Regions from separate parts of the Zea mays genome. Here region 1 is linked to region 2. Evidence: chromatin contacts called from public Hi-C data. All regions are on one chromosome and are shown on one strand. The core of a region is the stretch at or near the end of the contact, and the rest is flanking DNA. Distances in the headings are between cores, read along the strand shown.

Region 1 (6,508 bases), core at 905-3,404, 410 kb before region 2:
TTTATCTCCTTTCTGTGGCTCTACAGAGTGAAGCACGCCACAAACTCGTAACGATACAGTCATGGATCGAACCATTGTGAAATCATGGGAACTCAACGTACCAGCGCAACAAAGAACCGAGCAACCGCATTCCCCGATTGGATAGCCGGAAACTGCATCCAAGTTTTCCTAATAGCCATGCGCTCGGCGAAATGGTTTGTGGCGGAGAGGATGCCGATGAAAAGATGGATTGGTTCCTCTGGCACAGGGCGAGCCTTCCACCTTTCAGACATTTCCAAGACTTGCTGGAGAGAAAAGCTAGGATGTGCCTTTGGAAGCGCTGTTGCGTACACAGAGTGAACATCTATGCCCCCTGTCACGGCTAAACCTGTTGCGTCTTCGAGGGCGAATCCCTGCAAATATTGGCAATTGAGAAGAAGAGCCCAGTGATTTCTTCTGCCAGGGCTTCAAAATATCTCTACAATGGAATATATTCTTTGGCAATAGAACTGAAATTTACCATCCTATGAGGAAATGAGGCAACGTGGCGGCCTCCCACATTGATATGGTATCCTTCGACTCCAGCTTGGATAGTGAGAACAAACATCTTCCCCTCTGAAAATGGGAATGGCCATCTCATTTCTGGTTTCTTTGCTCGCCCGATGAATCTGTTGAACCATGAGCTTGTCTTTGTTTCTTTCGATTCAACTACGTCCTGCCAGTCCCATTTCTCACATTTTCTTAGTCCATCGACTGCAAGGTCAACAAGCTGCAAGAATAAGTACAAAGGTCTAAAGGAGGCCATCATAACTGTAGCAACAGACATGAGCAGCAATGCAAGCAATACATTACAATACAACTTATAAAAATGAACAAATTAGGATGCATGGCCACTCTGCATATAGATTTAGCACCTTTGTAGGCAATCCATTTTGTTTTAGCCTCAGTGTTCATCCACCCAATACCTTATACTTCAACCAACCGCCACAAACAATACTGGATGCACAAGAACAAATACAAATATCTAAACTGGTGAAAATTTAACAGGTTCTGCACAAGGGATGTGTCATGAGAGCATAATGCTCCATACTGACTAGTGACTACTGTGTTTTCTACCGTTTCCCAAGAAAAGGAAGCTTGCATTGTCCAATTAATAAGCTTGCTACATGCATTTTTGTTCAAATTTCGAAACAAAAGATTGTTGGAGCGCGCCTCTTACCCAGGTCATCGTCTCCGGAAGGGGTACTGTCGCAGCGCTGTGCCCTGCCCCACTGCATTCGGAAGCAGGTGTTCATCTCTAGCACGGGGCGGCTGCTCCAGTCGCCGCGCAGGCGCGGGTTGAGGTGCAGTATCCTAGGCGGCTCCTCGCCGTCGGTAGCGCGCAGGCCGCGCAGCTCCACCGCGAACTGCGCCACCAGCACCGTCCCGTTGCCCGTGCCGCTCCGCTCCAGCGCCTCGACGTACTCCGGCCGCGCCGTCCGCGCTGTCCCAACCACGGTAACTGCCGACCCGGCGGCCAGCCCGCACGGCAGGAACGCCGTGGTCTCCCCGGCGCCGAGCGCGAGCGAGCCTGGGCACTTGGCCGTGCCCTCCCCGGCGACGTCGCGGGAGGCGATGTAGTCGACGTCGCCGTCGAACGCAGAGGCCTCCTCCCACGCGGCGGCCCCGAGCGCCCACGCTTCGGCCGCCACGCGCTCGAGCTCCGTGAAGTTCCCCAGCTGCCCCCACCGCTTCCGCCGCTCCTCGAAGGCTTCGTGCCGCCGGAGGATCTCGCCGGTGATGCGGCCGTACCCGGACACGGCCCCGCCGCCGCTCGAGCGCGCGCGCGCAGCTGGCTCGCCCGCGCCGGTGGTGGCCAGGCGGCCGACGGCAGGCGCGGGCCCAGCGCTGCCGAGGTAAGTGAGCTTGACGGACACGAACAGTAGGTAGGCGAAAGCCGCCGCTGCGAGAAGCGGCGCCAGGCCCCTGCGTGCGCGCAGCCGGCCTACGCCGATGAATACCTCGGAGCTGCGCGCGCGCTTCATGGCCGGCGGCGGCGGTGGCGAGGAGCGCGGCCGGCCGGCCGGGTTCGGGAACCCGCGCGCTGAGCGGGCCCGGATCCGAAATGGCGATGGCCGGCGCTTGCCGGGTCTGGGACTGGGATGCGGAGCCAGACAGAAGGGAAAGTGACGGGTTGGGTTGATGGTTAGCAATAACCATTGCCACTTTGCCAGTGCGTTGCTGCTGACGTGGCGGTTACTTAACGCCGTGTGTCACAGTCGCGGCCTCGCAGGTGGGTTTACCGTTACCCTTGCGTTTAGATGAAGTGTTTTCTGAGTTATTAAATTGGGTTTTATAATTGCGATGGAATAATGATGAAGTTAGTATGTAATGTAAGAACATCTACAAAAGACTAGTTAAAAAGTTTGTCAAGCTAAATTTTAGCTACTTAATAGTATAATAGGTCTTCAACTGACTAGCTATTTAACTTGCTAAATTATCAGGCTCTATAAATTAATTCTCTCACTAGCCAAATTTGGCTAGTAACTTTCACTAGCCAAACTAACTTGCATGTTGAAGAGTCTGTTGGAATGAGATATTATATATAGAGTTTAATATTTACGGAGTGACAAATAGAAAGTTAAAAATAAAGAGTCGCTTGGAGATGCTCTAATACTTGCTTAAATACATAGTAGTAGTTATACCTAATGTTAAGATAATGATTGGTAACAAAATCTAGTCTGGACCTATCACCCTAAGAACGTCTCGACTAGCGGATCAGATAATGTATGTAATCCAAGAATAGTGTTATGTGAGTTATTACATAAGGAGAGTTATCAAAAGTTCCGGTTCGTAATTTCTAAAATTACACGAGTTTTGCACATAATGACAGAACTAATTTTTCATCTCTTGATCTCTTGTGCCCACTTGGTTCTCTAGCTCGGTTCTCCTAACTTCGAGATAAAAGCTTCGTTTTGTCATCATTCGTCTTCAGTTCGCTTCCAATTTTATGTTTCCCCTATCTGTCGTTGATCAAGTTCCCCATGTTTTAGTCCTCGCGCGCACGAGTCTCGAGAGAGTATGCCTTTGAAACACATGTCGTTTAAAAGTTCATTTGCTTTGGCGAATATCGTCAATCATATTTTTGGTGAGTATCCGCAAACTGCACGATTGCTTGCTTCATCATCTCTTCCTATATGGTGATCAATGCTTAGTCCTCTCCTTCTCAACGAATCGATGGTGATCGACGCGGCTACCTCTATGCACTGCATTAAGTGGGATGACTACATCAATAAGCACTATATCGCTAGCACATACGACTCTGCCACTATGTATGTTTCTCTTGCTCACTACCTAATAAGATTTTCGATCAAATTTATGTTATCTAGTATTTTCGATATGCTCATCACGCTTCAATCACGTGTGGTTGCAAATCTGGTGATTACCTTTTTTGATTAAATTGTTGCTGAAATTGCCTAAATTTATAACCATACTCAGAGACTATTCAGCAATGTATCTCACATCAAACACATATTTGCTCATTTAGATTAGCACCGAATTATCAAAACGCAAGAAACCTGCACTGGCTTTTTACTTCATCTTTTGAGTTATCTCCTAGATAGGCATGGAATATTCAAGTTGGTATTTACATGGTGCTTTACTATTAGAATTAATAATGCAAAATGCCTAAAAATTATTTTAGCATACATATTTTACAGGGACCATAAAAGTTATATGAGCCCTTGTTGTCCATAAATACATACTAGGTATATGCCCGTGCGTTGCTACGGAATCAATACGATAAAATCCTTCACCCAATGCACATGAGACAATATTGAGATGTACCAAAAATTGTAATGTTAATACCTTAAAACCACTAATTCAGATGCCCTTTAAGCTGCAAGTGATTGGGTGAAGGGCATATGCCCGTGCGTTGCAACGGGGACACTTATACACGGATATGACATTGTTTAGTGATGCTATCAAAAAACAACTCAACAATCATAACAAGTGAGTTGATCTAGGTAATGAGTGACAAAAATCAGCCATGCACCAAATATTAAAGGATCTAACTATGTAGTAATGAAGATAAGATCCAGCGATTAAACCATCATAGTTGAGATAGAAAGCACCAACCTCACTTGTTATTTGGTGCATGGCTGATTTTGCTCTAAACAAGCATGGCCTCTCTTGTCACTCCTAATCATGTTACTGGCAGCAGAGATTAAGCAGTCCGGGAACACCGTCAGTTTGATGTCTATATATAAACCATACAGACAATAGACAAACTGATTCGCACGATTTCATGCTAAAAAAATCCTCGATAATCTATACAGATGTTTCATTTCGGTTGTGGTTTTTCTGCTACACATTCAGAATCGCAACTCACCGGTCACCGCTGTTACAGCATCCACCCAACACATCTATGCACGCTATCATCCTAATAACTACTTAAGCAATTACACAACAGGCTCACAGTTGCAGCCCCAGGTTGAGGCGCGACGGATCAAAGGCGACCCGACCCCCCCCCCCCCGGCACACACACACAACATTATCAATCAGCCGTATGTGTCTGCATCTGATTCACCACCAGTTGAGCCACATGTGGGAACATCATTGGTCCTGAAAAAAGACAGACACACAAAGGTCATGAACTTTGAACTAAAATGGTCATGAGAAATGGAACATTAACCGTACAAGTGTAGTTAAGAGTCTGGTTTGGCACCTGGAACATCATTGAAACCATTCGTAGTTTGCTGCATGCCTGGGTGTCAGTGAAGATTATTGGGGCTGCCCTTCATCTCAAGGGTACGTTCAGCTCGGTTTATCGAAATTTGTGGTAGTGATCCACATTGCTGGCTTGCTAATGCTTCGGAACTCATCCTCTGCGTTGTGCTGGTAGAAGCATATGGCGTAGCATCTGGCTGAGATCCCACCAAATGGCTTCCGTCGTTGCCAGCACAGGCCTCAATGGCAGGAGGGCTGCTCATAGATGGCTGCTCACCTGAAGCTGTTGTACAGTCTTGCGGTGTCGTTGTTTCACGGCTCCAGGCCTACAATATCTTGTTTCCCATTTGGTGACAGAAAACTTTCCAAGCATCTGTTGATACCACGTCTTCTATGTAACCCCCACGGTCGGTGAGGTCTGAAAGAAATACCCTTGGAGGAGTCATGGATCCAGAGGTGGTCAACATGGATGTCTAAGATTCCGCCAGACATCTCACTCCCAAATGCAAGAGCGGCTCTGAAAGATGATAGAAGTGGTAAGCCTCCCAAAGGCAATGCTATACCTGTCCCATCTGTTTTTCAGCGAGATAACTTCATGGCTGACAATTCTGGTGTTGTCCTTGATACATAAGTTTGAATATGAATATGGAGCAAGAACAGATAATTAGTGGGATGATTAAAAACTTCTCGACATCGCTGTCTAGTGCATTTTAAGAGTTACAAAGTAAGAGTGGTTCAGATTATTTGTTAAGCATATGGGGCAACAGTTAGGGCATATTATTCAGGTTTTTATGCTACCAAGTACAACAAGAAATGGAAAAGGAGAATAAGTTTTCTTCAGAGATCAAGATGTTTTTTGCTGCATTCAGAACTAAATCACTAAATAATACCAGCCTACCATCAAGAATGAATTCAAATATCTATGCTGTAAGAAAATAAATCATAAAAAGGTCCATTCAGCCTAGAAAAAAAATCATACCTGGAACTATGCCATCAGTGAGTGGAGCGTCCAGCGAGGTCTCAATCGTCACATTGTGGACCTTTACATTACTGGAGAATACAAAGACACTATGCTTTAGTACATATGTAGCTAATATTCACCAAACCACACCTTATGCACAGAGCTAAGTTAATTGCGTTGCACCTGCAGTACACCAGATGTATGCTCTAGGCTGGTGGATTTAAGAACGTCAAGTTTGAGATCACAATATCTTCAGAATACAAGAACTCCAGAAGGTTGGGTCGGCTATGGTTCAGCTCATAGGAGCGCAACCAATGCCACCATACCAAGCTATGGCCATCAATAACTCCATTGTTCCCTGGATAAGGTGCGGTTTGGTGAATAACGTGCATTGTTGAAATTAACCTGTCATGTTTTTCTTGAAATTAACAGAGGCAAATAACGTGCCAATGCTCTCCTAGAATCTGAATTCCGAGTCAATGTCCATTGCCCATACAAATTTCCTAAGAAGAGATTTATTGAAAATCTGTTAGCAGAACAGCATGTTCAATAACTGCAGGCATTTGCAACAGGGAAATTTGGAGAAAAACAAATATTGTCAGAACCAGAAATTGCATACCTTCTCAATAGGGACTTCATGGCGTTTGCACCAAATAAGCAAGCACTATACTCTACCGCCAAAGGACGAGAAAGCACACACAGAAATAACTTGACACTTCAACGTTTCTATAAATTTCACTAATCTAAAAATGCAAACACCATAGAAATAATCATGTCTTCCAAACTCCCAACAGTTTTTCCTATAATACACAGGTGTCAAATCATGATTAATAAGAATCAAAAGATATGCTCATATTTAGT
Region 2 (6,552 bases), core at 2,943-5,442:
TATATGTTTTCACAGTTCCATCCGAAAAGCCACTAAAAGCAGGTCCAGAGGTGCTTTCAGATTTGCACTACGAGAAAGTCGGCTTTTAGAAAAAGCTGCTTTCTGGATCCAGCCCTTTGTGGTTGACTTTTGGTTTTTAGGGGGGCAAAAGCCAAAGCCAAAAGTCAAACCAAACACACCTTTGGTGATGATTCGCGCTCAGGTTTGGTGCCCCTAAAAACCTGGGTGTAACAAATTATAAGTGTCTTTTTTATCCGTTAGGATCGATCCTATCTGTTTAGTGTTCTACCTTGTATGCTGGGATGTTATCCTAATTTAGAGATTTTATGCAGAAGACGACTCCGATGAGTGGCCCCACACATCACTCGCTACGATTGAGAGTCCACGCACGCGGGCGCTATCGCGAGGGAAAAACGAATCCGCGGATTACGCCTTCAGCAAGGTTCGATCGGCATGAGAAAAGTGGACCGTCCACTATAGTTTAGAATTTATCTCTAGAATATTCATTTTCTTGATTTATTTTAATTCTAGAAATGTCTAGATTTAATATTTAAACCACCAAAAGTATTCTAAAGATTCCGAAATTTTAAGAAACATCCTAGAGGTCTATTTGGAGATGAGAAATCCAAATAAAATATTCAGAGCCCATAAAAATATTTTAGAGCCTTCTACTAAATATAAATAGCTCTAGAAAAACAAGAATAATTGCCATTAGATACCCGGTAAATTCTGGAAGAACCTATTTAATAAAGAAACATGTTTTGATTTTTTTTTTGCGCTCAAGAAATACCAAAAGCACACACAAACAAGCTCATTTAATTTTAGAAAAAAAAATCTACGTTAAATACTCTGTAGGATATTTAAATTATATTAAAAGAACGTTATATTAATTATTCTTTCTACTCGACCATAGACAGCACTGGCCTCCGTTGGTATTGGCAGCGCTGTGGGGCTTCTAGTTCCTTTTTTTTGGCAACGAGAGAGAACGAACGCTAAGGGGTATTTTTGTTTATTTTAGTTCCTGTAGTGTCCTCGAGTAGAAAGAGCCCAGTTCTACGCTGGGTCTAGCGATGGAAATTGATGATACAGATCAATTGTCCCGAGATCAGTGGGTCGATAGAAAGAGCCCAGTTCTACGCTGGGCCTAGCTCACTGCACTTCCATCAGCGGCTCCAAGGTAGTCATTTCGAAAGGAATCAAGAGCACGGGCAAACTCATAACACGCAGAGTAGCAACGTTAACGTCGCATAAGCTGTAGCAAAATCAGCAAATCAGTGAGCCCAACAAGCAAACAAAATTTCGACGATTTCTCACGTCGCTCAATCTAACAAATAATGGCACACCGCAACTGATTTAATCCAGCTGGTACCGTGTTGTATTGCATGCACCATCCATCGCATCGCTTCTTCCCACCAGCACCAGGCCTGATCAGGCAATAACGGCGGTAGAAATGGGTCAACTGCTAAAACACTGTATAGGCTTCCATCTTATGGGGAAGCCCAGGTCTCACCATTTCACTCGTCGTCTGAATTCTCGAACTTGATCGAGTGGGTTTGCAGGTCGATTTGCCCGCCCCTGTAGGTGCCACGCTTCTTCTTGGTTTTCTCGTGCCTAAACCCCCTGCAGCGTGGAAGGGTTGGACCGGTGTTATGCTTGTAGAAGGATCATGTAGAAGTCCTTGATCCCTTATCGTAGTTGAAAGAAAACAGAACGTAACAGCAACAACCAACAAGTACTGACCTTCCCTTGACTTGGCCAAGGATCTCCTGTGCCTTTGCGCCGTAACCGGTGTCTGCGCCACCCTGCAATAGAGGTATAGCACCAATAGGCCATACAAGGTTTAGCTTGATAAATGCTAGTCTTTCAGCATGTGCATGTATGATCAACAAAGCAGAAAAGCACCTTAGCCCAATACGAGTTATCCTGAAGCCTGTCATCTGCAAATCTGACGTCGTCCACCTTAATACGTTGAAATGGGGTCACAGTCTTGGGCTACAGTGGATAAACAAAAAGGAAATTTATCGGAATATTGATGACATTGATCAGATAAATGATGCCTACTTCAACTTGCTCAGAACAGGAAAGGCTGATGGTCCCAATAAGATGTCACTGGTCAGATTACTCACAGTAATCTCTATTATACAAAGTACTGACATGCAATGCAATGATGCCAGTGGATCCAAAATCTCAGGCAATGAATTTCTCAACATCCTCATGGTGAATTCAGGCTAGTGGACATCATTACCGGCGACCAATTATTGTGGATGCATTTCTGAACCATAATGCAAAAAGCAAGTTGCTAAGGAAGCTAGTAGTGAATGAAGCATCTGGTATAAACAGGATCTAAGAATTATGGATAACGCCTCCTAAGGTTATTAAACTACAGGAAACAAAGTGCAAAAATAAAGGGATATAGACCAACAGTTAGAAAGCAAGAAAGAAAGCTGCATACCTCAGATGAATGTTTCTGCCTTTTGCTTGGTTTTGTGTTGCTTTCTTCTTTTTTATCCTCTGCAAAACCATTGCTTAGACTTTCGTTGGCTGTGCAATCTTCTTTCCCAGTCACAGGGGGAATGCTTCCTTCAACTTCTTCTAGCTTCCGTTTTTTGCCAGCAACTGCATTTTCATTTGACGACTTCCCTTGGTTACCTTCTTCAATCTCCATTACACTCTTGTTCGCATCATCTTGTTTTGGGACTGAATCTTTCCCTGCAGCCTCTTTACCTTCCACCTGAACAGTTTCTTCAGGGTTAGACTTCTTCCGCTTTTTTTTGGCCTTTTTCTCATTATCATCCTTGACTGTTTCTACAGCACCATTCTTTCCCTTGGCACCATCAGCCTCAGCAGGTGCACTTCCTGCATCAGTCTTCTCTGAAGTCCCGGCAGATGATTTCTCTTTCTTCTTCTTTTTCCTTTCCACAGCACCACTGCAGTCATCAGCACTGTCATTCTGACCTTTTGGTTCTACCTCTCTTCCATTGAGCTTTTCTGCTGCCTCAAACTTGTTAAGTATTGCTAATTCTGCCTTTTCCAGCCTAGCTTCGACATCATCATCCTTTCCCTGCTTCTTGTTTTTCTTCTTCTTCTTGCCATCAAGCTTATGATCATCCTCCTTCACTGTTTCAGTTGTTTCGCCGCTGCCAGCGCCCGCAGCTGAGGGGTCACCCTTGTCCTTCTTCTTCTTCTGTTTCTTCTCCTTGGCCTCATCGTCCTTCTGGTCGGCGTTCTTCACAATTTCAGTTGTTCCCTCGCTAGCAGCATTCGCAGCTGAAGGGTCACCCTTGTCTTTCTTCTTCTTTTGTTTCTTCTCTTTAGCCTCACCGTCCATATTTTCAGTCGGCTTTTCCTCAGCTAAAGGCTCGATCGCCTTGCTCTCAGGCTCACCGGCTTCTGTGCCGCTCCTCTTTTTTTCCTTGCCAACTTCTCCTGCTATATCATCATTTTCCTTGTCTGCGCCAGTGAATTCCAGTCAGCGGGAACCAAAAGTAAATAAAGGTATCGATCAAAGGCAAACGACAACAATTTGAACAAACAAAGCTGCTACCTTGCTCATCGCTTCCCAGAATGGCAGCCGCCCGAGTTGAATTGCTGTTCGACATCCAAATTTGCATCAGTAACCGATCATACTGTGCTAGTAAACAGCACACGCCACTCACCAATCGAAGCAATGTGGCAAAGGTAAAATGATCATTGGAAATAGTACCTCGACTCTAAGAATCTGGCAACCAGCTCCTCCAAGTTCACCTGTGACGACCCCCACGCACCGGCCTGGAACCAGAAATTCCCCAATCCTGCGCCTCAGCAACAGCGCACCAAAACGGCAACACCACAAACGTACAGGGGGGAGAGGGTACCTCGAGGCCGGCCTCGGATTGGAGGGCGACGAGCGTGCGCGAGAGCCCAGCGGACTCGAGGAAGGCGGCGACGGAGGCGACCACCGCGGCCCTCGCGCCAGGGACCGGGGCGGCGGCGGCGGCGGCGGCTCCATTGGCCACCTTGGCCTTGGCCTTCTTCTTCTCCTTCTTGGATTCCTCCTTGGCCATGGCGGAAGAGGCGGCGGCGCGGGGCTGTGATGAGGCGGCGAGTACGACTTGGCGCGGGACGAAGAGCATCGGGCGGCTAGGGTTTGCAGCCGCGGGGTTTATACTTGGAGCCTTGGATGTCGGAACGGTGGAGTGGCATGGTACAGTGACGGGCGTACTGGGGAGCACGGTCGTTTAGTCGCGTGAGATTCTATGACGTACGGGCCCGGATTGAGCGGGTCCGTGCGGTCAGTGAGGGGATGGGTGGTCCACGCGACGGCGAGCCGTAGGAGAGTGTTGGGTGGCCGGGCGGGGAAGCTTCTGGAAGGGCACGAAGGTATGCTCCGACAGTGGGGTCCACTGTCATTCGGCGGACAGGAGTATAAAGCCGCTGTTCTTCTAACTGGTTTTCTTTAACCTATGTTATATAGTCGCTCACTCCGTTCTAAAAGGAAAACTTCGTACGTGATGAAGTATTATTCCTTTGTCCAAATTAAAATTAGTTTTAAGAAATTAATAGATTCATATTTAATTTATATATATGTTTAGATTCAGCATCATCTATTTTAATATAGACATAAAAATAAAAGCTGAAATGAATATTATTTTAGGATGAAGGGAGTATTTTTATATACTCTCCATTCAAATTACAAAATATATTATCTATTTTAGATGTATATATATTTACTTTGTACCTAGACATATGTATTAGTAAACACACAGTAAAAGCTACATATACATTTTTAGGAAAAAAATATTCAAAATAGAAGAAGTATTTATTTGGTGTGTATATGATATTGATTTTCCTATAAAATTTGTCGATCTTAAGATATCTCGACCGTAGATGATTTTAAAATTGGTTTACTTTAGGCACAAAGGTAGATGTGTTTAAATATACGCTAGGTGGATACATTTTTTTTGCTACATGTTACTTATCTATTTTTCATATGATAATTACTATATGAATTAATTAAGTATTCAAAGTGACTAATTGATACTAGTTTAAAAAATATATCCTCAACTATTTTTGAGGCAAACAACCCACGTATCATGTCATTTTACTTAGTCACTTAGGGTCTAAGCAACCTAATTTTTAAGAAACTAGTTTCTAGAAACTGGTTTATGAAAAAAAATGGTGAGGGTGTTTTTTGGAATCTAGTTTTTAAGAAACCAATTTCTTGTTTTTTGAATACACAATGGCTAGTCTACCCTTCCTCTCAGGGACGCCGGACGCCCACACATCGCAAACTCGTTTGAAGCGATTTGCTAATAGGTGATGCCACATAGAAGTTGCTAGGTGATGGGAGACGTGTCGATGTTTGGACCGTGGGCCCTTAACCAACTAGTAAATATGTCGCGTGGCCGACTCTAGATGGTGTGCGAGAAGACACAAGCAGTTATTCTGGTTCGGGCAACACAAGGCCATACTTCCAGTAGAGGGGATGAGGCTTATATTACTCGCATCGTGGTGTTTGTAGTAGGGGTTTACAAGCACGGCGTGAGAGGGGAAGTCCCCAAGTCCCTAAAGATGATTGAGGCAAGTGCCAATATCTAAGACAAAGTGAAGGGGTGAGCGTTCGTCTGCGTGTGTTGTGGATCTCCTCACTGGAGGGACCACTGCCCTATTTATACACGAAGGGGGTGTCCGCAGCGAATCCGAGTGTTGTATTCGAAGGAGAGACGCCCTGGCGTCTGCAAGCCAACGTGACGGCGAACTGTGCTATTGACCCGCGCCTGTTGAATTCCCGTAGAGAGCCGAGGGGTTGTCCATACGCTCGAGCTCCGTGGGAGAGGTCGCCCATGTCGTAGTTGTTGTAACAGCACCAGGGTATGGGCCAAAAGCTGCTTACGTGGTGCGTTAGCGTCCTAGCACGTGATGACGTCGAGATTCCCTGCTGCGCTTATCGAGATCAGAGCCCCTGCTTAGTAGAGGCGGAAGTCTTCCCAAGACGTTAGCCGAGCCGTCCCTTGACGTGCGCCACAGTCGGGCGGAGTGACCGTCTGCGGGATTGATGGCGTAGTTTCCATTGAGCTGTTAACGGGTGATCCGAGCGGGGGTCCAAGCTCCTTTTGATCGGAGTCAGCTTGAGGTCCGGAGACATGCCCCAAAAGGTACTTGCAAGTGATTCGCCCGGTCCTAGATCCGTTCGATGGGGTCCGAGGGCTCAATGCCTCCCTATGACGTGATACCGTCACGAATCGTTCTCGGGGGTCTCGGATATGTCTTAAGGTACCTCGGGTGCAACCCGAGCTAGGGCCATGTACGGGCGTACTTATAGTCATCCCTGACTCTGTGCTCTGAGGTGGTTTTGGAGCCCTTCCGAGGGGCCAAACTTCGAACCCCTGATTAGTATTGGGCTCGGAGCCCTGAAGTCCTAAGGCGGTTCATCTGAACCCTGCTGAGGGTCGAACCTTTGAACCTGTGAACAATATTTTTCCTTGCCTTTTTTCCCTCCCAGAGTGACATGTCGAGGCAGAAAATGACTTTTTTCCGATTCGCTGGTCCCTTTTCGAGAGGGGTTGCCCGAGG

The links. Hi-C and Micro-C count contacts between places; a contact is called where the count stands out from the background.
Region 1: a Hi-C map of endosperm shows a contact between it and region 2, with 2.7 times the contacts expected there. The contact joins the promoter of LOC100191478 here to the promoter of LOC100382414 in region 2. A contact is called at or near these places in 4 of 25 Hi-C or Micro-C datasets (bundle sheath, endosperm, leaf and 1 more).

The regions. Positions count from the first base shown.
Region 1 is chr3:125,613,780-125,620,287 of Zm-B73-REFERENCE-NAM-5.0, reverse strand. It overlaps LOC100191478 (Hydroxyproline O-galactosyltransferase GALT2), which reads right to left and starts at 2,154. Exons shown (of 7, transcript NM_001136910.3): 1 at 1,199-2,154; 2 at 500-732; 3 at 102-392; 4 at 1-20. The coding sequence starts at 2,003. LOC103650502 (a long non-coding RNA gene) reads right to left here. Exons shown (of 6, transcript XR_002268400.2): 2 at 6,267-6,508; 3 at 5,831-6,150; 4 at 5,666-5,736; 5 at 4,685-5,203; 6 at 4,150-4,581.
Region 2 is chr3:125,205,308-125,211,859 of Zm-B73-REFERENCE-NAM-5.0, reverse strand. LOC100382414 reads right to left here and starts at 4,192. Exons shown (of 7, transcript NM_001175157.2): 1 at 3,855-4,192; 2 at 3,704-3,768; 3 at 3,545-3,588; 4 at 2,453-3,450; 5 at 1,903-1,992; 6 at 1,741-1,802; 7 at 1,219-1,620. The coding sequence starts at 4,112. The coding sequence ends at 1,515.